Regions from separate parts of the Zea mays genome. Here region 1 is linked to region 2. Evidence: chromatin contacts called from public Hi-C data. All regions are on one chromosome and are shown on one strand. The core of a region is the stretch at or near the end of the contact, and the rest is flanking DNA. Distances in the headings are between cores, read along the strand shown.

The links. Hi-C and Micro-C count contacts between places; a contact is called where the count stands out from the background.
Region 1: a Hi-C map of ear shows a contact between it and region 2, with 2.2 times the contacts expected there. The contact joins the promoter of LOC100193590 here to the promoter of LOC100282745 in region 2. A contact is called at or near these places in 2 of 25 Hi-C or Micro-C datasets (ear and tassel).

Annotation. Positions count from the first base shown.
Region 1 is chr3:223,157,583-223,162,055 of Zm-B73-REFERENCE-NAM-5.0, forward strand. It overlaps LOC100193590, which reads right to left and starts at 1,556. Exons shown (of 3, transcript NM_001138696.2): 1 at 1,174-1,556; 2 at 841-936. The coding sequence starts at 1,287.
Region 2 is chr3:222,993,811-222,998,086 of Zm-B73-REFERENCE-NAM-5.0, forward strand. It overlaps LOC100282745, which reads right to left and starts at 1,911. Exons shown (of 10, transcript NM_001155651.2): 1 at 1,659-1,911; 2 at 71-140. The coding sequence starts at 1,821.

The DNA.
Region 1 (4,473 bases), core at 306-2,805, 160 kb after region 2:
ATAAATTGATTATTATATACATATTATTTTTTCTGCTCTGGCTCGCGAGCTAAAGAGTCGAGCCGAGTTGACTCTGTGACTCGTTATCTTAACGAGCCGAGTCGAGCCAGCTCAGCTCAGCCCTAAATATGAGAGCGTTTCTCTGTGTATGGGAGTTGGAAAATGAAGTCGCCGCGTGTAGCTAGTTGGCACATCTTCTGCAAGGACTTGGAATCAGTGTTTCAACTACGAATGTTCAAGCTAGATCAGCTATTTTCTAGCTAGCTCGAGTTTGCACCTCAGCCCTCCTATCGAAGTTTGTCAGAGACAAATTATATTTCCCTTGAGACTCAAATATCAAAACCACATACAGGGAGCCTCAGGTCAGTAAATAATACACACAACCTAAGAAGCTTATAAACATGGTTTAGTTCGAACTTTATTTAGCTGGCATAGGCAAACTACAAGTATGCATAGATTCAATTGATCAGTTACATGTAAGAATAGACGAAGTTGATTTCCATAATACATAAATTATTCAGTAAGATTCGGCAAAAAGATAAAAGGCAAATAATTACTCCCTTCCAAGTAGTAGTAGTGACTTCAGGCCGAGTTAGCATATGAAATTACTACTAGTATATGAGGAGACACCTGATTGTCCTGTCCCACTGTAGGAAATATTGGTAAGGAATGCTCCGTGCGCATACCGAGGAAGCCCGGTAATAAATTAATACTAGCAGTAAAGTGTTTTTCCTTTCTCGCTTTTTGCTCAGAATATTTGTAGACGTTGGAAAGGGTAGGGTGATAAGAACCCAGACAAGCGATTTGGGAAAGGAGAGACGGATGGAAGCGAACGCATACCAGTCTAATAGGAACAGCAGGGTCTTCGATAGAGAGGGTGAGTTCGTCGTCCCATTCCGGATTGACACTCTTCTTTACCACCCGTGTCTTCAATTTCTGTGGAATGTTGCAAAAAAAAAAATCACGGTTAGCCGGCGCACCCACGCGTGGTGAAGTGAAGGGGGGTACTCTGTTTAAAATAAAATCCAAATAACCGGCATGTTGGTCGTCGCCTCTACTTACCGTAGACTCGGGGATCGATTGGATTCGACAGATCCCTTGAGGGGCATGATCCGCCAGTGAATCTAGGCAACCTCAGTTACTCGGTAGAAGAGGAGGGGAGGAGGAGCGGACCTGTTTGCCGATGCGAACGACGACGTAGGGATCGCTGGATCGGAGGTCGCGGACGGCGAGGTTCACCCCCCTCACCACGCGCAGCTTCAGCAGTCCGACGAGATGGTCCAGCATGGTGATTTTTCCCTCTTCTTCACCACTGAGTTCTCTCTTCACCGCAGCCGCAGGTCTTCTCGGTTGTTTCTCGATGGATTTCTACAGTATATATTTTTGTTCTATCTATAAAGCGCTCTGGTTCAATTGAACTAGCTGCCGTTGCGCTGGCCAAGTCAGAAGAGGAGACGCCGTATCTCTACTGCCTTGCCGTAGTGGTTGTCGTCCGGCAGCCCCCAGTTGATTTCTTCTTCTTCTCCCACCCCTCCTCCTGCACTACACGTTTTTACACCTCCTTTTTTCGGTAAAGGAAGCTTTATATTAAATGTTACCAAGAGCGATACATCAAGAGGATACATAGTCTTGGTACACAAACTTCCGGCATCTGCCTAATGCACATAGTCAAACTAAAAAAACAAACACACATAAACGCAGCAACTTTTCCAGTCTAGCAACAGTCAATCCAAAGACTAGATCGTCACCCATGCACCCGGGAAAAAAAGACCGTGGTCGTTCGCACCAAGAGTCGCGAACCCTCCACAACCAACGGTCGCAGCTCCTCTCGCTGAAGGATGGCCCAACTTGATAGCTTCTGTGACGCCAAATGGATAACCTGCAAAGGAGCACACAAGATTTTTTTTCTAAAAAACTAAGTCATTTCTACAGATCCAGAGCGCCCAGCACAGCACCGCCGCTCCAAGTAGAAGCAATGGTTTCAGCACACTATTAAAACCTTGAAGCCAATCCCCAAACATATGGTCTATATTTTGTGGTCGGTTGATTCCGGTGGCCATCAGAAACACGCTCCAGACTGATCGAGCAAGCCGGCAATCAAAGAAGAGGTGTTGAATGTCTCTTCCTTGTGACAAGAGGCGCATGACAAACTACCTTGCCAGTTTCGTTTAGCCAAATTGTCTTTTGTGAGGATTACGCCCTTACGCAAATACCATAGAAAAATTTTAAATTTCAGGGGGGCCTTTAGCTTCCAAAGCTCTTTATTAACATTAGGGATATTTCTGAGCATCAAAGCAACGTAGTGCGATTTAACCGAAAATCTACCATTCATGGAAAGGGTCCAGCGAAAGGTGTCCTGTTCGTGGGACAGCTCCACACCTTGTATGCGTGACAAAAGAGAAAGCCAATCGATCAAATTGGCTCCAAATAACTGTCTCCGCCAGGAAAAGTTCGGAGGCGAAACGCTCAAGGCTTCTGATATTGAAATGAATTTTTTCCTCGCAATGTTATACAGGGCTGGATATTGGTCTTTTAAAGAGGACCCATCCAACCAGGCATCCTCCCAGAACCTCACTTGAGAGCCATCCTTTATGAGGAATGAGCCAAAACGGAGGAAGGTTAGCTTTACTTTCATTAAGCCTGACCAAAAATGGGAGTCACCAAGTTTCCACTGCACATGAGACAAAGGTTTTGAGCCAACATATTTATTACGCAGTAATTGTTGCCACATTCCATCTGAGGTGAGTAGCTTGTACAGCCATTTACTGAGAAGGGTTGTATTCATCATATTCAGATCCAAGATACCAAGGCCCCCTTGATCCTGAGGTTGACATAGAATGTTCCATTTAGCAAGTCTATATTTCCTTTTGTTTTCATTCCCCTGCCAAAAGAACCTCGATCGAAAATAGTCTAACTTCTTAAGGATCCCTTTAGGTAGGGAGAAGAAGGACATCATATACATCGGTAGGCTACTAAGCACTGACTTAATCAAAGTCAGGCGTCCTCCGATAGACAAGTGCTTCCCTTTCCAACTGCTAAGTCTCTTCTCAAAGCGCTCTTCGACTTTAGCCCAGTCTCTATTTTTCAGCTTTCGGAAGTGGATTGGAATACCAAGGTAATTGATGGGGAGGTTACCCGGTTTACATCCAAAGAGTTCTGTATAAAGTTCTAAATTCTCCTGGGCAGCCCCAAAACAAAACACTTCACTCTTATGGAAGTTGATCTTTAGGCCTGAAACTTGTTCAAATGCAAATAGAAGAAGCTTCATATTGCACGCTTTGTCCGCATCATGATCCATAAAGAGTATAGTATCATCTGCGTATTGGAGAATTGAGAGCCCGCCATCAACAAGGTGAGGGATCATTCCCACAACCTGCTCATCCGTTTTGGCCCTACTAATGAACACTTGTAGCATGTCTGCCATAATATTGAACAAGAGGGGAGATAAAGGATCCCCTTGTCGGAGTCCTTTTTTGTTTGAAAGAAATCTCCGATATCGTCATTAACATTCACCGCTACACTTCCTCCCGAAATGAAGGTCTTAATCCAAGATATCCATTTGGACGAGAAACCCTTCATCCTGAGAGTTTGATATAAAAAAGGCCACCTCACCTTATCATAGGCTTTCTCAAAGTCAAGCTTAAGGATTACACCACTGAGTTTTTTCCGATGGAGTTCGTGTATTGTTTCATGTAGAATTACCACCCCTTCCAGGATATTACGACCTTTGATAAAGGCCGTCTGCGTCGGGCTAACAACCTTATCTGCTACTGAACCCAGTCTATTAGTGGTCACCTTGGTGAATATTTTATAGCTCACATTCAGAAGACAGATTGGCCTATATTGCTGAATAATATTTGCCTCTTGGACCTTAGGAATGAGGGTGATCACTCCAAAATTAAGGCTAAATAGAGGGAGGTCTCCCTTTGATAAATCCTTAAACATTTGCACTAGTATAATTTCATAACGAGTATAATTTCTAGATTTCAAAATTTATTTTAAAATATGTTTATCTCTACATATGAGACGACTTAATTCTAATTATTTTTTATCTCAAAAGTATAATAACTATATATATATTATAAAAGTATATATATATATATATAGTATATACAATTTCCTACTAATATTATTACTTCACATGAACTTTATAATATATTTATTTTGAGACCGAGTAGGTTCCGAATTCTCGTGGGTGAGGTGGTGACTAGTGCTGGGAATTGGGCCGGGCCGGGCCGGGCTAGCCCGGCTTAAGCCCATCGTGCTTCGTGCCAAACGGGTTTGGGCCAGGAAAGCCCAAACAATTTTTGGGCCGTGCCGTGCCAGCCCGAAATGTAAAAACAGTGGCCCAGCCCGGCCCTAAACCACGTCGTGCCTTCGTTGGGCTGTGTCGACCCAAGCCCGTCCCGTATATTTAACCACATAAAATCAAAATATTATAACCATATAAAGTTCATAGCTTACTAAATTAAA
Region 2 (4,276 bases), core at 661-3,160:
AAATGTAGCAGAGGGGTTATGGGAGTGTTCATGTATAACTTTTATTGAAAAAATGAAGAGTGCCACTAACCCTTTCCGGTAGTAAGCTTTATGCATCATAGGATCAAGCTCAATTGCTTTGTTAGCATCCGCCACAGCCTCTGGAAGTTTAGTTGATTCCATTAGTGCAATACATTTATTGTGTTTAAAACCAAATATGCAAGCCAATGATGGTAGCATGAATAACGCTACAAACTGAAAAGAAACTTCATGTGCAGTTTATTGTTACACAAACGAAGAAAGTTGCAATGACAACACCATGTAGTTTATTATTTTAGTAATTTGGTTGCAATGATTCACATGTAATCGAAGCCAAACTTTACACATAATTTCTTATAACAGCCACACCATTCCTACTGATTCAGATGTAACAAGAGCCAGACTTTGCATTCCATTTCTTATTGCAAAAAAAATACTGCAACAACAGCAAATCAACATGTGGTTTCTTATTTTGGAAACTGCTGATATGTATGTACAGTTAGGACGAGGGGAGAAGTAGAATAGTGCTACACAGCTATATAAACATATCTAAAAGGCTAAAACAGTAGGTGATTTTGTCAATTTAGCTGCAAAATGTGGTCAAAATGAGCTACTAATCTGCACTATAATGGTATAACCTACAGAGAGATACAACAAATGATATAGCCCCATACTAGGACCACAGATACTAATATAATCTAAATCATTCCAAATCATCATCACAATTTCTTCAACATGCTGCTGAAAACCCTCAATCCACCAATGAGTTGCTTCACATCTATACACACATTCCATCTGAAACTCTTAGAGCAACAGGAAAAAAGCATAGCAATGAAACAAAGAAATTAGGACTACCACATTACAAACCACAGAAATGAAATGAAACTGGTAAGAAACTTGAGGCATACCTAAAAAATGCACAGCACCATGACAGTAGCAAACTAGGGACATACCTTACAACACACATCGCGACATGGCAGTTAGGGAACTTGAGATAAACCGTATCATGCACAGCCATTTGCTATTTTGTCACTCTCAGTTGTGGGCTTCTCTATTTTACCATCAGACCCACAAATCATAGACACAAATGGTCCCACAAGTCATAGACATAGGGTGACATAATAGCAGAGAGTCCACATGAGAGTGACAAAATAGCAATTTTTTCCAGCACACCAGAGACAAGTAGAGCACTAGGAATATACCTTGCAAAAACACAAATCAAAGCTATATCCCAAATGTCATATATAGCCCTGGACATTTCAGGTAATCTGAATCGTACTCTACAGTCCACACAACATCCAACAATGAGCTCTACTCTGGCTAACCATATTCTCAACTCTACTCGGCCATTGTCTTTCAGTCTCTCCATTTCAGAAACCCCAATCATCTAGTGCCCTCTTTGAAATTCCAATCGGGTGATTCATCGCCAAGTCTACACCAAAGGCCGACGTTGACCTCCCACACCCTACCCTAGAATCCCCGCGAGTTCGCTCATCACAACAAAACAGCGAATCAAACAAGCCTTCTAAAAACCGGGCGGCGCTATACCAGACCCTCGTGGCGCACAAGCAATAAAATTGAACCCTATCGGAGTAGTAGGAGAGAACAAGGATGGGGTGGGGGGAAAGCACTGCCCGTACCAGTGTAGTTGCCGAGCTTGATGTGCGCCTGGGCGCGGTCGGCATAGAGGTCGGCGGTGGCGGGCCCGGCGTCGATGGCCTGGCTGTAGAGCTCGGTGGCCAGCTCGAAGTCGTCGTCGACGAAGGCCTCCTTGGCCTTGCTCTCCAGATCCGACGCGGCCATGGCGCCCCTTCCGGTTTTGGGCGTCTGCGCCTCTGCGGGCGACGACCAGACGATGACTTGGGCGAGAGCGAACAGAATAATCGAATCCTCAGGCCGGGAGATCTGACGGCTTGACGGATGAACAGATAACGTATTTGTAATGACGGCGTCGCAACTCGCAATTTCACGATCCGCCCTTCCGTCAGCTTGTAGAAGATCCGTCTTCTTCACGTAACGTAACGGCGCAATCACAACACAAACTTCGCGAAAAAGTAACAAAACTCTCTCCTTATTATTTATGCTAGCCGGTTGCCCATACTTTACTACGGTTGTTATATATTCCCTCCATTCTATAATATAAATTGTAACCACTTTTTGTTCTTGTCCCACAATATAAGATATGATCTCTCTATACATACGTACATCAATGTAGTGATATAGAGAGAATTAAATATATTTCTTAGTTTTCGAACCAGAGATGGTTACATCTTATATACTGGGACAGAGGGAATATCATATAAATAGGTATTAAGATATTTATTCAAATATAATTATTATTTACTTCTAAACACTAAGGTATGTGTGGTCTCGTGGTTAGCTCCAAATTACTAAATCAAGGGTACGTGTGTTCGAGTGCTTGTTTTGCACTATTTTTTGCGTGATGTGGTGGGTGGGCCTGGAGTGTCAGCGTGAAGGATGAAGCCGTCACCAGGTGCATTAGGTTCTTACTAGTCGGTTGCTCGTGTATTGCGACGGCTCACAATAATACCCACATAAACTATCCACCTTATTGATTGTCTTCGCTCTCCGCGTAATATTTTTTATGAACATGCGGGTACCATAGGCAGCAAATCAGAGACCCTATCTCTCGCCTCCCCACTTCCAAGGTTTCATAGAGCGGGAAGGGAAGGGAAGAGGCGGGCATACCTGTTCGTTGCCGGAGAAGGACACGACGAAGACTTGGACATTGGAGGTGACATAGGTAGTATACTGCTAGATACATATAGGGAGAGAGCAGGCAAAAGGAGAAATAAGTTCAGCCAGGGCAGCTCCAGACCGAGAGGCACCTGCACCAGGCGTCAGTCCGAGAAGGGCGAAAGAATACGAGTGCCTTTCCAGCCCTGGAACCGTCGAGGTGACACAACACCACCATCAACTCCGTAGCATATGCCGACTGCTGTCGCGCTACGAGCCTTGATTGTCCAATATCTTAGACCTGGACTCCTCATCGCCAAGATAACCTAAGCGTGGCAGGCGCCACCGTGTCCTCTTCGACGACACGCACGGAGAAAGGCCAGGAGCAAGACCGAATCGCCTCATACCCACGTCGACGAGCGTCGGTCGGCTCGCAGCTGCGGGCGTGGACGGGGCAGCAGGTTGGCGAGGAAGAACAGGGTGAAGGCGGGAAGACAAACGGGACGTCCGACGACGGTGAAAACGATGGTGCGTGCATGTTGTGAAACGTCCTCGTGGACGTGCAATAGCCACTGAGCGGGTCAATGTCGAAGCTGGTGTCGGACGAATACGGGAAGTAGGCGCCTGCTCCCACGCCCTTTGCCGAGAATGGAGTGACGCGGAGGTGGAGGTATAAGGGGATAGAGAAAAGAAACAGAATAGCGAATGAGGTGGCGGCAACTAAGACGAGGACCAATATTATTGTGCAGAGGTATAGATGGTTAAATGAGTCGTGTCTGGCAGGTCGTCCCGAGTCACGACTCATTTAATAGTATCTAGGTCAGCCTGGCACGAGCGTCGTGCGATGCTTGGGCTGTAGCCTCGGCCCGTAGTGCTGACTCGACCTGATACGATTATTTTTTATTTTACAAAAAAATCGTATATACATGTGTACAATTTATATTTCTATATTATATTTAAAGCACTAGTTTCAACGGTCGTCCTGCGTCATCTACAAATAACCCCTAACAGCTATTTCAAATTAATCTGTTGCACGCCTATAGATGGCCAAACGGTGACCCAGCACGGACCAGACGCCCGCAAGTGTGTCGTTAGCCCGTCGACCTATTTAATTAAATCGGCGTAAAATGTTAAAAACAGTGAAGGAGGTGAGGTTCGAACTCATGCCCTGATGAAAGAAGGTCAGAAGACACTGGGTGAAGCTATCTAACCAGTAAAACATTATGCTCAGATGTTTTTAATATTGAATATAAATTATATATATGTATATACGTTTTTTTGTAAAATAAAAAATATATAATCGTGTCGGGCCGGGCCAGCACTACGGACCGAGGCTACAACCCAAGTACAGCACGATGTTCTTGGCTCTTGCAAACATTAGATCGTTTCTGAGACCACATTGGCGCAATAGACACCATTGTGTTTGAGGTTGTTGAATTGGATGGAGAAACAATGATTTGTCACACTAACAGTAAAATGAAAGGTTATTTGTTTGTTTTAAACGTCAGTAAGCACTACGAAGTAGCATAATTTATATGGAGCACATCTAGTTTTTATTGAT